Linked DNA regions of Arachis hypogaea: region 2 is linked to region 1. Evidence: chromatin contacts called from public Hi-C data. All regions are on one chromosome and are shown on one strand. Each heading gives the region's core, a stretch centred on a gene start, on an enhancer-like site or on the middle of the called end of the contact. The rest is flanking DNA. Distances are from core to core; before and after follow the strand shown.

Region 1 (4,505 bases), core at 1,850-4,349:
TATTTATTCTATATTTTTCATTGTTTGGTATGTCAATAATAAAAAGTTGTTACTTTTGTTTCAAGTTAAAATTTAAAAAAAAAAAATAAATTAAAGAATAACATAATTTATTATCTTTTGTTAGTATTTATAGTTATCAATCTATTTTTCTTAGTTTAACAATTTAATAATATATTTTTAGTCATATTTTTAAATATTACTGATTAATTATAGGCTAAAAAATTTAAATTCTGCTGATTTTCTAATTTTTTTAAAAAATTATAAAAATTATTAATACTCTAAAAAATTTAATACAAGACAACAAATAATATTATATGAGTAAATGACTTTGATTTGCAGTTAAAACAGATAATAACTTTACATTATATTTTAATTATGTATTATGTCACATAAGATATAAACTTTTCTCATACTAATATCACATCAAATTGAATAATTATGTTAAAAAGTGTTAATATATAACTTTGGAATGATCGAATGCAGATAGGGCTGGAATGTGAACTGAGTCTGGAGGAACTAGCAATGGAAGTACAACAAAGCTTCTGCAGAGAGGCTATTATCACTGCGCTCTGATAATCATGTAGCATTTCAACATAATATAGAGACTCTATTTCCAATCATTTGTCAAATAAAATATAACGGTGCATGAGAGAGACATGCACAAAAACCAAAATGTAGGGTTTTATGTTTGTCATAGACTTCATGACACTAGAAAATAGATCGATATGTTATCATACGCATGCAATCATCATGATGATTCATGCATCGTGCATGCTGTGTATGTGTGGTTTTTCGTCTCTGATCTGAATGATTCCAAACCACTTATTATACTCATCAACATTTTATTTTATTGCTGCCTTAGATGAATGAATGATTCCATCTACTTTGTATCAACTACTATATATACTATAATTTTTATTCTAAAATCCCATTATATATATATATATAAAGGTGAGTTCTATCCAACTCCCTCTAAATCAATATGTAAATTACTCCTTGTGACGTGACATGTTTTAATTGAATGTTTAGTTTTAGTTTGAGTTAATTTAACTCAATAAAAGTTAATATCTTAACTAAAGTAGGGTAATTTTGTAATTAAATATTAATGATTTTATTTGATATTAATAAATTATTCACCGTTGCAGAGTCAATATATTCTTCAATTTCAATTAGGAAACAAAGAGCAAGTGCAATGATTTTAATTGAAGGACAATTTTGGGGAAATGACATTGATACTCCATCATCTTCTTCCTGATGCTCAAACCATGCTGGAATTTCCTTCCTAAGGATCAACATTTGCAATAAGTCTTCACGATCTTGGCTAATTGATTCTGCAAAGTCACAACATGCCTTTGATATAACATCACCAATTGAAAAGCAAGGATTCATTTTTTGGGAGCATGATTTGGGTAAGAAACAAAAATTAAATTTTTAATAGTTTAGTAAATTATACAATTATCCACTTTGGGCTATAATTTAATTACCAATAGTTTAACCATAGTGAACATAACCACCAATTAAAGAGTGACATGTCAGAGAGGATAATATACATGTTATTATAGAAAGGATAGAGTAAAATTTACTATATATAAATTAATTTAGTAGATGATTTTTAGTATACATTTAATATTTTTGTATATTTTCAATATATATTTATATGTCCATAGCGCAAGTCTGTTGTATTTATTTTTCCGTTTGCTTTACTTCAATTTATTCCGTAAGAGTTAATATTAATTACTTCGTTAAACTTAATTAGATGTTGCTTGTTACGTTACTTTGTACCATTTCTTTTACCTCTTTCTTATTGAAGAAGGATGGTGACTAGTGGCTGAGGAAAAAATTTATCAAGTGTGGATTTTTGGTTTCTTAGCTTCCAGTCATGGTTATCAAATTCTGTTATAACCAAATCAACTAATTCAACCTATAACTTACAGGTTGAACTAATAATTGAATTCAGTGATTTTATATATATTTGATTTTTGGTTTGGTTTTAAACTTTTAATAACTATACTTTGAGTGATTTAGGTGGGACAACACTCTTTAGAAAGATATGAATTGGTAACTTGTCTATACTTCATAGCTTGAAGTAGGACTGGTATATCAGAACCAAGAATTTGTTTCCTTCCACTCTTATGTAGTGTTCCATTAGTATAAATTCTGCTTATAGCAGTGGTGTATACAATTATATTCCTGTCACACATACAATAGCTCACTTCTCTCATTCTTTACACTCTCTCTATCTCATTCTCAATTCACCCCATGCAACTAAAAAAGCAAAACAAAAACTATCTTCCAATGTCTTCTCTTTTTTTTTGTTTCTGTCTTTACATCACAACACACCCCCACACACAATATATGGATTTCTTTTTCCCACTAATGAGATTTAAATTCGAATGTGATTGTTTAGCAGACATATGATATGCCACTTGAACCAAATTTTCAACTAGGGGTGTACATGGTCCTTCCCGGTCCTGAACACTTAAGGGGCTGATTTGGTGTGATTTTATCGGGTCTAAGTTCAGGTAATGGTCTCAAAAATAGATCTGGTCATTATTTCGGGTCGGGTCCGAGCCATAGCTTGGGTCGCCCGAACTCGGTCCGGTGGCCCGGTCGTGTTATTAGTGATTGATGATGGCTATTCTTTTGTGGAATTTAAATATTGTAAACCTTAATATTTTGTGTTATTAGACATCATAAGATTATAAGTTAATATTTTATGTTTAAAATGCATAAGACTTTAGACTAATGCATAATATTGTGTTATTTATATTGATTTAAATATTTGGTGTTATTAGACAATATTAGTATTGATTATGGTTATGCTTTAATTTTAGAGAAGGGTTGGTTCTTGTTATATTTTTTTTAAGTGAATTTTACTATGTGAATTGTGAAATAATGGTTGGAGATGAGGTGATTTTTACATGATAAAGACTCGGTTTTCACCCGACCCAAAGGTGCGTAGGTTTCATCAAGTCTAGGATCGAATTAGAGTCTAAAAATTAAATCTGATCTATATTTTGGGTCAAGTCTAGATTACACCCTATTTATTTTCAACCACTCCAAGGTCTTCTCTTTTTTTATATATTTTTTTGTCAAGGAAGGTCTTCTCTTGAACTGGGCCATTTCTCTCCTTTTTTTCCGGGTAAGGCCGGATGGAATTGACCCAACCCAAAAATAACCCATACCCATGAATTCAAACAATAATATAACTGAGACTTAGTTTAAGTGGTAAAATTATATAATTCTTAATATATTGTATTTGGGTTTAAATCTTGACGAGTGTGCCATATATATTTATAGATAATATATTTTAAAATACAAAAATATGTGCACTTTCTACTAATTTAACAAGAAATATTTATAGTTAAAAAAAAAATTTTCAGTTATAACAATTGAAAGAAAGAAAATTAAAATACTAAATAAATCAAAAAAGACAATTACAAAAATAAAAAAATTCACTTTATAAGATTTAAAAAATTTTATTTAATTAAAAAATATTAATAATAATATTTTTTAAAAATTTTTTTGATATTATTATTTACTTTTTAAATATTAAAAATTATTAATATTTAAATTGAATTTAATTTTTATTTATATTAAATTAAATATTAAATAATTTTTTTAAAAAATTAAATTATATTTAATAACTTATTACTATTAATTTTTTTAAAAAAAAATTTAGAGGCCGAGGCTTTCAGTGGCCCTTTGTATCCGTCCCTAATTGTAGTTGGGGTTGTTTAATCGTACGTGTGGGGTAAAAATAACAAACAAACAGTAACTCATTCTCTCTCTTCACTCTTTCACGCCTAACCTATTGAAGAAGCAGGAAAACACAGATTCAACCAGAAGGAAACCATACTCAAATTCTCTAGTCTTGGGTTGGACCTCCAAACATAGTAGTTATTATTCTCATGGGCTTGTGATATCTTAGTTTTTTTATTTGGGTCCAACAACATACGAAAAAATAATTGGGAGATGTTATTAAATAGCCCCTTCAACCAACGCAAGTTGGCACAGATGGATGAGGGTCTGTGTCCCTTAACCATCTCTCTCGGGTTCGATACTCACTGGAGGATGGGAATGGAGTTTGCTTGCTTGGGAGGGTCGCCCACTTTGTGTGCCTCTGCAGTACCCGAGGGATTAGTCATTGGGCTTCCGGCCTGATGGATACCCTGGTACACACCAAAAAAAAAATAGCCCCTTCATATATTCTCAAAAATACATTGAATATTTATAAACAACGTTATGCTATTTATGATAACAATAATGTCATATGAATAACTTTTTTTTTTCTATACAACTAAGGGTTAAAAAGTTTTTATATTTGCACTGGTTAATGACTCAAGAATATATTTCTAATGTAAATATAAAAATCTTTTAGTTCCTACTTATATTTAAGTTTGAGACACATTAACACTTTGATCTTCATCTTGTGATATGCTTACCATATATCTATTACTTTGTTATTATTAACACACTTTATATGCGAGACAGCTGCATAGAGG
Region 2 (3,958 bases), core at 137-2,636, 62 kb before region 1:
TTAAATTAGGTAACCGAATCGAAGTGGAAGGAGCTCTAAATTCTCAATTTCTCATCGTCAAATCTGCTCGCGTTCTGATCGGCGTCGCCACTGCCAGTCGTGACTCGTGAAAACAACTTCCTTCCTCTTTGTCAGTCGATGTCACCTTTCGTTGTGACACCTGCTTCTTCGCCAGTCTGTCACCCAAGTTTTTAAAAGAGTATTTAGACGTAAAGATCAGTGTGGCTATTACCAATTAGTACAATTGAAAGACCTTACTGCAGAGTATTTATTAACATTGCAAGCATTATGTCCCCAAAATGGAAGTTTACAATAAAAAATATAACACTGCAGAGTATTCATTTAATTACTCAACTAATCAGAGTATAGTTTACATATAATTTCTTCATAGTTACTAACTTATATATAGTGTGTACCGCTAATACAAATCTAAATCTCACCATTAGTAAAATTCAGTTCTAGCTTTCTTTCAATTTTTTCTTCGTTTATCTGCTACCATGAATTATAATAGTAAATGAATAGCATAATATTTTTAAAGTTAAAAATCAAAATTAGCTTATAGAAAATCCTCAGTTCAAAATCAAATCTAGCTTTTACATAAGAGCAAGATTCTATTAATATTTAAAAAATTGAACAGCACGATTGCTTCAGAGTGATCAAGATTGCTTTATTCAACAACAACTAAGAATGTATAATTTCAAAAATTAAACAGAAAATAAAACAGTTAACACTTTAACATATAACATTCCCCAAAAATTATAGAGAAGACGACGTTGGAGCTTGGAGAAAGCTGGCTGCTGCAGAAGGAACGGCTGATTGAAGACGAAGCTGGCTGCTGGAGAGGGAACCGCGAACAACGATGCTGACAGAGATACCGACTGAGACGCCAACAACGGAGAGAAAGTTGGTTGCTGCGTCACTGCCGCTACCAGAAAGACGATGGAGAAGACGATGCACCAGATGGTCCACGGACGAGGTGGAGAAGACGATGCGCCTGAAGCCTAATGGAGAAGCGATGAAGATTGGAGAAGCTGGTTGCGTGGTAGGAGAAAGCTCCGCCTCTGCTAGGGTTTCTACTTTCTGGGTCTACTCCATGGTTGCGCCGTTAGTGAGATAGTATTAGGGTATATATATTTTATTTAATTAATTATGATCGGGTTCACGGGTTAGTTTGGCTTCCGCGCCCCTAAAACCGATACCCAAACCAATCATTAGTAAATGTCATCGGTTTGGTTTAGGTTGGACCCGATTATCCATCGGTTCCAAAATCAATTTAATTGGTTCGGTTCGGGTTCGGACGGGTAATCGAGTACCCGCTACCCGTGCACACTCCTAACCGTAATTTAAGTTTGCTCCAAAAAACTTCACGATTCTTTTTGGTTCAGCTTCAAGCGTAAAACCCTAACCACGGAGTTTTCGAACGAATTGGGAATTTCAACTTGATTTCAACCCCGGACAAAATTACACTACACCAATGACTGCGTCGAAGAAGAATTACAAAGAGAAACCTATACGTCGCAAGTAAGTCATATCCAATTCATGTTTATCGTAAAAAAGGTCCTTTTTTTGGTGTACCATTGTTTTTACTAGCTCTTCTGTGTTTCTGGACAACATTTTTACCAATTCTACATTTGTCTTCATTGATTGGTTAATATTCAGGTATTAGAATATAAGCTTGAAGAAGGTAACTATGCCTTTCCACCGTTTTGATATTTAGGATGATTAGCCCTTGTATGAATGGATTTTCGACATCAATGAAGCTTATTCAGGAACTTATTTACAATTGTTTATTGCAATTATTGCCAAAGATAAAAGGGGAGAATTTTCACTCGATGAATACCTTTATATTTGTAGTTTGTAGTTATTTCTGGTTTCCTGCTATAGAAATCTTAGTAGTTAATACTTAGTTTGTGTGAGTTTGAGGTTTTGTTATTCTTGTTTGTCGTCTTTTTTTCCCCTCTCTCCAAAGAGCCAAGATAAGTGCCATCTAATAGGACAATAATCTACAGAGCTGTAAATTGAAACTAGTTCTAGTATTTTCGCCTACAAGTTTCTTCGAAGGAGGATGGAAATGAAGAGTACTGATATATGTGGCTGTCCATTCTGTCATCTGAGAAACCATAATCTTTTATTTTTTGGTTATTATACACTACGCACACACCCTTCACTCACACACATTATGGGTTCTTAAACTACATACAGATATGCCATTTATGCTAGGCCTCTGCTGTGAGAAACCATAATCTAATCATCAAACTCTGTTGTTATATTCTATACCCCTAGTAATATCCTTGATAAAATTGCTCTGTCCAAACTTTATCTAAGGTCATTTGTAGGCAATTTCCCCTAAGGAGCTAACAAATATGGTCAGCGAAAAGCAAAGTTGAGCAAAATATGTCAACCAAAATCTAAGTTGCAGACAAGCAGTGACGTTTGGTTGAATTTGAAGAGGGTGATTTCGTGTTGGTGAAGTTTCAACCTTATATACAGCATTCAGTTGCTTTGAGGAAGCATAAAAAATTGGCGATGCGCTATTTCGGGCCATTTAAGATCTGTCGTAAGCTTAGTGCCATGGCTTATAAATTGGCACTGCCTCCTGAAGCCAAGATTCATAATGTGTTTCACATATCAGCTTTAAAGAAGTTTAGGGGTGAGAAGGTTGACCATTATCTCCCCCTTCCTCTATGCACAACAGAGTTGGGTCCTTTATTGGAACCGCAAGAGATTCTGGGTACGAGAACAGTCATCAAAGATGGTAAAGAGATTATTCAATTGCGGATCAAATGGGGTCAGGGGCCGAGTGCCAACACGTCGTGGGAGAGTGCTGATGATTTGCGCCATACTTATCCTGATTTCAACCTTGAGGACAAGGTTGTTGTTGATGAGCGGGGTAATGTAACGAATGGGAAGAAGGCAGAGCACGTTGAGGTTAACCAGGCTACCTATACATAAAATAGTAATAACAATCATGCCTTAGAGCCACATATGTTGGAGGAGGAATTAGTTACAAGCCAAGGACAGATGGCAAGCATAGGGGTAAATCAAGGCCCAAGAAGAAGTGCAAGAATGAGAACTACTAATAGGTGGTTAGAGAAATACGTTCGTTAGCGTGATGTGGTCCTTGGATGAGGAGCGTGGATTGTCTCTAATGTCGTTCCTTCACAATTTTTCTTCTCTTCTTTATTATACTGATTCTGTTATTGTACTGTGTACATTGAAGCTTGAGTCCTCCATAGTGTGTTATACCTGCTACTGCTATTCCCTTCAATAAAATTTATATTACACCCTTCCATTTAACTGGTAAAATTTATTAAAAAAATATTTAATTTTTTTAAAAAGTATATGTTAACCTTTTTATATTTAGTAAAATTAAAATTTCATATACCCATATTTATTACTTTTAAAAGTTATAGATACTTTTAAAAATGTTATATTTTCTAAATTATTATATATCTTTTGTATTCTCTTTCTTTCATATTTTTTTTTAATTTTATTTCTTTTTTTTTGTTATTACAGTATCTTCCAGTCTGATAGAGCAATGATTAATTCGCCACAATATTGAATTTTATTTAAGGATTTATTGTTGGCTAATGAATTATTATATATATAATACGAAATTCAAACTCTAATACTTATTAAATAAATTAATAAACTAATTATTAGACTAACTCAACTTAGTGTTAACTTTTTTACTATTTTTTTTTTTGGTCGGTGGATTGGACAACCTCCAATCCTAGGTACTCCAATGGATTGGACAACCCCCAATCCTAGGTACACAACACACCCACACACTCTTCACATATTTTATCACATTTTTTCTCAATTGCATTCTTTAGGGTTTGAACCCTAGACCTTGAGGTGGGAGGGGAGAGAAATGCCATTAGAGCCAGGCTCATTGGCTTTTACTATTCCTTATTGACACGCTTAGTGTAAAACTGTAAATCCAAAGAAGTATATC

The links. Hi-C and Micro-C count contacts between places; a contact is called where the count stands out from the background.
Region 2: a contact with region 1 is called in a Hi-C map of an unstated tissue, with 3 times the contacts expected there. The contact joins the promoter of LOC112741169 here to the enhancer-like site in region 1. A contact is called at or near these places in 3 of 8 Hi-C or Micro-C datasets (leaf and an unstated tissue).

Annotation. Positions count from the first base shown.
Region 1 is chr14:5,532,890-5,537,394 of arahy.Tifrunner.gnm2.J5K5, reverse strand. No RefSeq gene overlaps it. Among protein-coding and RNA genes, the nearest start is that of LOC140178244, 8.5 kb to the right of the region's middle. Within about 2 kb of position 3,099, at least 1 of the 3 cell types and tissues checked has open chromatin away from gene starts, as enhancers often do.
Region 2 is chr14:5,593,238-5,597,195 of arahy.Tifrunner.gnm2.J5K5, reverse strand. LOC112741169 (transcription factor MUTE) reads left to right here and starts at 1,386. Exons shown (of 2, transcript XR_003171386.2): 1 at 1,386-1,521. LOC112741168 reads right to left here and starts at 914. Exons shown (of 4, transcript XM_072213656.1): 1 at 773-914; 2 at 1-176.